Linked DNA regions of Sus scrofa: region 1 is linked to region 2. A link is a contact called in public Hi-C data. All regions are on one chromosome and are shown on one strand. Each heading gives the region's core, a stretch centred on a gene start, on an enhancer-like site or on the middle of the called end of the contact. The rest is flanking DNA. Distances are from core to core; before and after follow the strand shown.

Region 1 (4,178 bases), core at 950-3,449, 400 kb after region 2:
CGAGCCATGAGCTCTTCTGCTGCAGGGAGCGCAGGGCAGATGGTGGCCCCGAGTGGCCTTTGCATGGAACGCTCCCTGGAAACTTGTGGCTCTGATGAGAAGCTCGAGCGAGAAATTCACCGGGACAGGCTTGTGGCTGAACCCGAGGTCATCTCTGCCCATTGGCTCATCTTTGCTGAACTCCAGGCCACCCCCAGACAGGCTTTTGAAGCCACATACCCCAGACAGAAACCGATGCCCCCGTCCAGCCTTGCTGGACCACCATGCGCTACCCACATAAATCAAGACCTTGGTGGTGAGGCTCCTGGGAGCACTGGTGCTGGAGGCCTGAAGGAAAAGTAGTATTTGCTACTTGCTCTGCTTGGCCAAGCAGTGCTGCGCTTTTCTCCCCAGGGCCAAAGAGTCGGGGGGAGGGGGTGGCGTGGGCGGAGTGGGGAGAGAGCAACAGCAAATAACACCGATTCTGGAATCAGGCAGGCCTGGGTCCAGTCCCAGCTCTGCCACACCGTCCCCTTGAGCAAGCGCCTTTCCTCTTCTGACCCTGTTTTCTCATCTATAAAATGGGGATCCGAGCAGTACTCTGATGCCCAGTAAAAGCGGACTGCTTTTAGATGTTGGAACAGGACAGGATGGAAGAGGGAACCTGGGGAAAGTCACATTGGATATTTTATTGCAACGACAAACACCTGCGTCTCACGAGGGGCTCCCACCTCTGTTTCCCCTTCCGCGTCATCTCTCCGCCGTGGATAAAGAATGGTTTGGCATAAGGGTTTTTTGGTTTTGTTTGGATAACAACTTTATTGAAGCATAATTTGCATGCCTTAAAATTTACCCCCTGAAAGTATGCAATTCGGTGATGTTAGTAAATTTAGGGAGTTAGGCAGCCAGCGCCATAATTCTGTTTCCAGAACATTTTCATCATCCTACAAGGTTCCCTTGTGTCCAGTTACACTTAACCCCCACGCCTGTTCCCAGCCCCAGGCAACCACTGACTGATCTGCTTGCTGACTCTCAATTGGTCCTTTCTGAACATTTCATGTAGATGGACTCATATAACATGTGGTCTTTGGAACCTGGCTGCTTTCACTCAGCATCTTTTTCAGGTCTACCCATGCCGTAGCGTGGGCCAGTGGTTCGTTCTTTTTGGGTTGCTGACTATTTTTCTGTTGTGTGGACACAGGCCACATTTTAACTATTCATCAGTTGATGGACATTTGAGTTGTTTCCAGTTCCGGCCGTTATGAATAAAGTCCCTGTGGACATTTATGTCTATGTCTTTGTGCAGACAGACGTTTTCATTTCTCTAAGGTGGATTCCTAGGAGTGAAATTGCTGGGTCAGATGGTATATTTCTGTTTAACTTTTAAGAAACTGCCCAACTGTTTTCCAGGGCATCCGTTTTATTTATTTGTGTGTTTGTTTTTTCAGTGCTTTAGGGTATCTGGATTAATTCAGTAAAAATTAAGATTTTTTTTTTCCTGTCTCCTTTCTGTATATTTTTCAAAGGTCACTGTTAAATTTATCAGAGGCACCTTCTCCTGATTCCTCCCTCTTGCCTTCTTCCTGTCATTGAGCTTATCTCTGTTGAGAACACAGAGCTCAGCTGTCTGCTCTCCCCACCAGCCTGAAAGCTTCTTCAGGATAAGACTGGGTGTTGTTTGAGTTTCCAGCAAGGCTCTTGCTTATTCCAGGAGTTCAAAGTCAAATAAGACATAGTCCTGACCCCGAGGAGCTCCTAAGCTAGTAGAGAAATAGACAGGATTCCTCTGTGTTCTCAAAGCATTGATTCTGAGAAACACAGAGTCTTTCTGGATGAGTGGGGGGACCCAAAGTACAGATGAAGGGAGAGAGCGAGGGAGCTTCGTTTGCCCACAAGAAATTCAGAGCTGGGCTGGTTTGCATAGAGCAGGGATCAGCCTACTGCAGCCTGTGGACCAAGTGCAGCCAGCCACCCGTTCTTGTTTTACTGGAACATGGCCATGCTCCTGAATTTGCATATCGTCTGTGACTGCTTTGGGGCTACAGTAGCAGAACTGAGCTGTGGCAGAGACCATGTGGCATATGGTCTGCAAAGCCTGAATTTTATTTGCTCTCTGGCCCTTTACAGAAAAAGTCTGCCCGTCCATCCTTAGACAAAAGAATGAAAGTGAGAAAATCATACCCGCAGGCGCCCAAAGTCCAGCTGCTCGTTGATCCAGAAATGCAGCTGCAGGAGGAGTGACTTGAGTTCCGTGTAAAGACAGACCGGAAGGGTTGGGAGAGTCTGGCTCCTGGAAGAGAGAGACAGACCTCGCTTAAGAAAAGGAAAGAAACAAAAATCCACTCATCTGTTCTAGCAGAGTTGGGACAGAATCTCTCCGGAGATAAAAAGCTGGGAAGGTCAAGTGGGCTCCTTGACCTCAGGTCCTGCTTGAGATACGGGAGGAGAAGGGTCTCTAGGAATCAAATACCTTTGGCAGCGGGCTTAGCATAATGGTGAGAAAGCCCAGTGAAGGGGGGTTAGGAGCAGGGGAGGGGAAAAGCCCGACTTTCCCTTTGGTGAGGCAGCAATCAGAAAGTAAGGGTGTCAGAAGCAGCCGGAGGAAGAGGCTGCCCCTCTTGTGGCTGAGGCGGAGCGAATTAATTCCCGGCATATGTTCCCAGCATCTGTCACGGTGACCTGGACCAGAGGGGTCAGCGAGAGAGGGGACCATGCCAGGGCTGAGCATTAGCCCAGAATTCCCGGGCTGCCGAGGCTCTTAGCTCCCACAGAACGATGGCTGGCCAGCTCGCCCTGTAGCATCTGCTGCAGCTGCAGCAAACCACTGCCTGGGGAGAGGGAGTGCTTTCCACAAGAAAGCCCCTGCTGTGAAGGGGCTGGGCAAAGACCAGAGTGGGTCCCATCTCTTCCAGATCTCCAGCTGCAGTAGATTCGACCCGCCAGCCACACAGACCGGAGGCGACACACCACGGGATGGCACTGGGAGGGGGAGGGCCAAGGGAGCCACAGTCCTCGATGGAAAAAACACTCAGGGGTGGGGCGCCCTCCAAAGTACCAGTCCCAGAATCTCCGTGGTTACTATTTGGGCTGCTCGGTATTAAAGTGTCCCTCTGGAGTCAGAGGTCAACTCAGAGGGAGGAGGGCAGGGAGGCTAAAAATGCGGATGATGCCAGGTGCAAGTCCCTGCACTGGCACATCGCAGCTGCAGGACCTCAGGCAGGTTCCTATACTTCCTTGTGCCTCCGTTTTCTCATTTATAGAGTGAGGTAGAAAACACGTCCTGTCTTCATCAAGGTGTTATCGTGATGATTAAACCACATACTATGTCTCAAGCGTCCAGCATAAAGCAAGCACTCAAGGAAGATTAGTTCCGATCACACTGGGCGGACAGGCAGTGTTCCCCCCGATGGCCAGTCTTGGGCATTCGGCACTGACAGGACCCACAGGGGCATCTGTCCCAAGGTCATGAGCTGGAAGCTCAGAGGCTGACGTGGACCCACAGGATGTGTTTGATTTCGTTGACACATGATTTTTTTTTTAACTGTTTGGTTAATTATCAGCATTTAAAATGGAAAGGTTTCACATTAAACTCAGATTTCCAGCTTCTCTTAGGAAACTTGGAGATCTGTCCACTCTGAGGCCACAGTCCCCCGAGGGCAGGGACTGAGAGGAGCAGAGAAGCCACAGCTCCTTTGAGTCAGGGGCAGGCCAGCCCGCCCCGCCCCCCCCACTCTTCAACTTCCGCCTGGACCCTGCAGGCACTGACTTGGAGACCCCTGCCCCACCTCTTCGTTTTCCCTCTGAGGATCCTGTTCCCCCCAGGGCTCTTACCCAAGGTCATGGCTACCGAGTCCTGACTTGCAGGCCAGTGTCCTTTGTCAGTAACCAGGCCTCCCGGCCTGATGGATGACCCCAAACCACAGAAGCTCTGGAGAAGATCCAGTTTACCTCCCCTGGGGGTCTCCTCCTCTGATCAGGAATCCTAACCCTGTGCGCAGCATGGGTCTGACAAGAGTTTGCGCAGAGTCTTGGGATATTTGCAGGGCCAGTAACCGGACCCTTAGCCATTGGCCTCCGCTGGATTGTTTAAACTCTGCCCTCGAGCTGATGGCATCTGCTCAGGAGGAGGGTCCAGCTTAGCAGTCAGAAGAAAGTCGGGAGGTTTGTATAGCCGCCGCCACCCATACTTGGTCATGCTG
Region 2 (4,300 bases), core at 947-3,446:
TGAAATTTAACCAATATTTCGGTCTGGGTTTTTTTTTTGTTTTGTTTTTTCATTCTTCCTCCTGGATTCAGTCAGCCCTTTGAACCTGGGAACTAGTGGTTTTTGTTTTGTTCTTTATTTCCTTTTATGGCCCTGCCTGTGGCATGTGGAAGTTCCCAGGCTAGGGAATCAGAGCTGTAGTTGCTGGCCTACACCACAGCCACAGCATCACCAGATCTGAGACCCATTTATGACCTGCACTGTAGTTGCGGCAGCACCGGATCATTAAGCTGCTGAGTGAGGCCAGGGATCAAACCCACATCCTCACAGAGACAACATCAAGTCCTTAACCTGCTGAGCCAAATGGGAACTGTGAAACTGGTGTTTTGTTTTCTCAGTTCAGGGAAAATCATTCATTTTTTTTTCTTTGCTTCTGGAACTCCTTTTTGAGACATTCTAGGTCTTTATGAAAACTTTTCTCTCATGTTCAATTTCCATCTTTCCCCATCTGTATCTTCTTGACCCCCACTTTGAGCTCTATTGATTTTATCATTCATTCCACCATAATTTACAGAGACTCTCATTTTCCGATTTGCCTTTTTTTTTTTAGGGGGGATAGCAGCTAGTTTGCTAGCTGGTCTTTCTGAGGGTAGGAATTGCAAGTTTTTTAAAGTTCTCTTCTTTTGTGTGAATTTTCTTGGGATTGTCTTTTTTTCCTGCTGTTGAGTTTTCTCGGTTTCACTGACTTTCGGTGTGAGTCACACTTATGAACAAAAGGCTAGACTGATGGAAGTTGCCAGCTGGCCCGGGTTTCCCATACTGTTGTGTAGGACTGATGCCCTGATTACTTCTCCCTGGATCAGAACTGACTGGGCTTTGTGCAAGGGTGGAGCGTGTTGTTGATGGTCAGGCCCCACCTCAGGTGGACGTGGGCAAGGAGCATGGCCCCCGCCCCTTTGCCCAAACAAGGCAGGCCTTACTGTGCTATTGGCGAGTGCCCTTTGGGGCAGAGCTGCCTCTCCTCTCCCGCTTTGTATCTGCTGAAGGGATACAGTGGCCTCAAGTTCCGCTCCTCTCTCCCCTCCCTGCGCCCACACAGGATGTCCTCCCAAGGGTCAGGGCAGGTTTTATCCTGAGGGCAGAGCTTTGGTTGTTGGAGAAGGTGCACTGGCCGCACTGTTTTAAGTGCTGGTTGTTAATTAATTATCCGATTCCTGTCCCTCAGCTCACTCCCGCCCCTCAGGTTTGTTCACTGCCAGCTTGGAATTTCTCAGAGTCACCCTCTGAGGGAAAGTCCCTCTCACCTCTGAGGTTTGGGGCCGGGACTTCCTCCGCTCTGTTTTCTCAACCTGTTCCCATCTCTTTCTGTCTTTGAGGATTTCCTTAAGCCTTTGGGCTTTTGTTGGCTCCTGACTGTTTTCTAGCATTGTTATCATTTCATTCTTTTAAAAATATCTTCTCTGTCCTTCCAGCGGGACCCAGGAAGGGAACAGGGGGAGGTGGATATGTCATGTGGGTGGTCGGAACGCCGTCTTAAATGCCCCAATTCTCTTTCTTTTCACACGGTCTGAGCTGTTTCCTATGTGTGCAGAAACTGACTTTCTGAGGGGTCTTTCACAGTGGAAAATCCTTAAATTCAGTCTGGACTAAAAACTGTGCAGTAAACACCGATGGCCAGACCTTTCCTGCTGAAGAAATATAGGATCTGCTTCTGGTACAGTAACTGTTGTAGCCCCAGGCCCTGTTACCTGGCCCTGGGTCACCCTGGAGGCCTTCACTCTGGGTCTCTTGTGACAGAAGGCCCTGGTCATGTGCCTTGGGTCTCTCTTTTCTTGTCTCTGCTCTGACCTTGGCGTGAAGTCTCCCTTCCAGCAGCTTTTCCTTTAGCTCCATGCCAGGAGCTCCAGTGTTGTTTGAGTCTCATAGACGGCATTCGTTTGGGTTTGGGTTTTCGCTGCCAAGTGGAATTGCTGTTGAAAGTCAACTGTGGTACAAGCTTGCTTTTTATTTTCTTAGACATGAGTCAAAAAGAATAGGATCTATTCCCAGCTCATGTGGGACTTTTTTCTCTCAGAATGCTCTTTTGCCCTGGTGATTTGTTATTTTAAAACCAACATCATAAAGAATAGAGAAGTTAGACCTCCCTTGGTGGGGCTGAGAACCCTGTGCCCTAACTCTTCCCTGGATGCCGCATCTCATAAAGGGGGTGACACGTCTTTAGAGAATGTGTTTGGCAGGCTCTGCTGCTCCCTCCCATCTCTCCCCGGCTGCCTCCCTGGAGACCCCCTGCATAGATCAAAGTACTTGGCAGGACCCTTTGCCTGCCCCCTCCCCCTCAGCGAAGCTTTGGAATGAGTCTGATTCTTTGAGGTCTTTGGTGGAGGTGCCAGACAGAAGCCTGGGAAGATGCCAGTAAGCACCAGGGGAGCTGGCAACATGTGGACATAATGGGAAAATCCTCCCATTTCTCTCCGAGTCTGGAATTTTATCACCTTTTACCCAGACCTACAAACCATGGAGTTAATACGCTTCTCTCTCTCCTTACACACAAGGCCTAACCATCCCCTCTTTTCCATACCTGGATCCTTTCCCATGGAATATGTGACCCATCAGCCAACTGGATGAAGTAACTCTTTCCAAGGCTGCTGCCTGCTTTCCTTTTAGATTCAGGAGGAGGGAGAGGGAGTGCTCAGATGGAGGGTCTCTGAGCTGAACGCATGTGCATGCATGAGGGAGGTGGGGGTGGGGGCAGAGATAGGTGTGGGGGCCAAATAAAAACATCTTTTCCCTGTCTTTCCCCTGTAGAGGAACGAGAGGGCCTCTTATTAAAAATTCCCCGTAATAGTCATAACCTTTTGGAAAATAGCCGCAAATACCATTACAGGGATAAGATGAAGGACAGAAAAAGCATTGTTTTTATGTAATACTGAGGAGAGAAGTGTGAGCTCCTACCGATGAAAGCATCACGGCTGATTGGCAAACGTGGTCTCTTAGTGATGTGCTCTTTAACTGTGGAAATACCGCAGGGGGAACAGAGCTAGGTTTGCTCTAACTCCTTCAGTAACCGTGACTAAATGCCATATTTTCCCAATTTAGAATATTCAAATCAAGGAGGGAAAAGATCTGATGTTTTCTGATTAAGGTATGAATTTGATTATGGGGGTCAAATTTAGTCATCCTTGTCTCACACATTATCCATGGTTGATACAATACTAGTATTTTCTCTGAGATTTTGAAGAGAGTATTTGGGTCACTCTATTCACGCCTGTATTTGCAAATATGTTTCTGTACAGCTCTCTTTTTTCTGTTTGTTTGTATGTTATCTTAGGTGCTCTCCCGTTTTTCTCACTGTTCAACAAATATTTAGGGAGTCCCTGCTGTGTGCCAGGTGCTGCTACTACTCTTTAAAACTTTTTGAGGAGTAGAGATCACCTCCTAACTCCTTTTTTTTTGGCTGTGGCATGTGAAAGTTCCCAGGCCAAGGATCGAACTTACCCCACAGCATTGACAATGCTAGATCCGTAACCACTAGGCCACCAGGAAACTCTGATCATCTCCTAATTCTTAGGTATCTTCATTATAACTCAGTGCACTGCTCTGAGCAGAGTGGCATGTGGCATTTCGTGGTGAATGCTGTTAAGTAGTGAAACTTAGTGAACAGTACCACATAGATACTATTGAGTTTGCAATAATAATAATAACTGATATTTCTTGAGCATTTACTATGTACCTTCCAAATATAATCTCATTCAGTCTTTATGGGAACTCTAAGAGCTAGTTATAATTCTTTCCTTAGTAAGAAAGGTCTAGCTGATTCCAGAGTGTGTGTGTGTGTGTGTGTATATATATATATACACACACACACACACACACACACACACACACACACACACACACACACACACATATATTTTTTTTTTTTGGTCTTTTTAGGATGGCACCTAAGGCATATGGAAGTTCCCAGGCTAGGGGTCAAATTGGAGCTGTAGCCACCCATCTGCATCACAGCCACAGCAATGCCAGACCCAGCCTACACCTACACCACAGCTCACAGCAATGCCAGATCCTTAATCCACTGAGCAAGGCCAGGGATTGAATCCGAGTCCTCATGGGTATTAGCCAGGTCATCCCACTGAGCCACAACGGAACTCCCCAGAGCATACATTCTTAACCACTGTCCTATTCCACCTTACAAAAACTTAACAGATACTGTGAGCTTTAATACTAAAGTCAAATTAGAAAAATGATTCCAACTTTCCCAACAATTCAGATTCTAGCTTTAGCATCCTTTGGAGGGAAATTTGAGCTTAGAATTGAGATC

The links. Hi-C and Micro-C count contacts between places; a contact is called where the count stands out from the background.
Region 1: a Hi-C map of fetal skeletal muscle shows a contact between it and region 2, with 2.8 times the contacts expected there. The contact joins two enhancer-like sites. A contact is called at or near these places in 2 of 47 Hi-C or Micro-C datasets (embryonic fibroblasts and fetal skeletal muscle) and 1 of 2 datasets of contacts at active chromatin or transcription factors (skeletal muscle).

What each region holds. Positions count from the first base shown.
Region 1 is chr7:99,256,807-99,260,984 of Sscrofa11.1, forward strand. No RefSeq gene overlaps it. Among named protein-coding and RNA genes, the nearest start is that of GPATCH2L, 67 kb to the right of the region's middle. Within about 2 kb of position 2,200, at least 28 of the 83 cell types and tissues checked have an H3K27ac peak or open chromatin away from gene starts, as enhancers often do. A contact at or near this core is called in fetal skeletal muscle, where this site is marked.
Region 2 is chr7:98,853,490-98,857,789 of Sscrofa11.1, forward strand. All of the region lies in intron 7 of TTLL5 (tubulin polyglutamylase TTLL5), which reads left to right. Among named protein-coding and RNA genes, the nearest start is that of TTLL5, 33 kb to the left of the region's middle. Within about 2 kb of position 2,197, at least 23 of the 83 cell types and tissues checked have an H3K27ac peak or open chromatin away from gene starts, as enhancers often do. A contact at or near this core is called in fetal skeletal muscle, where this site is marked.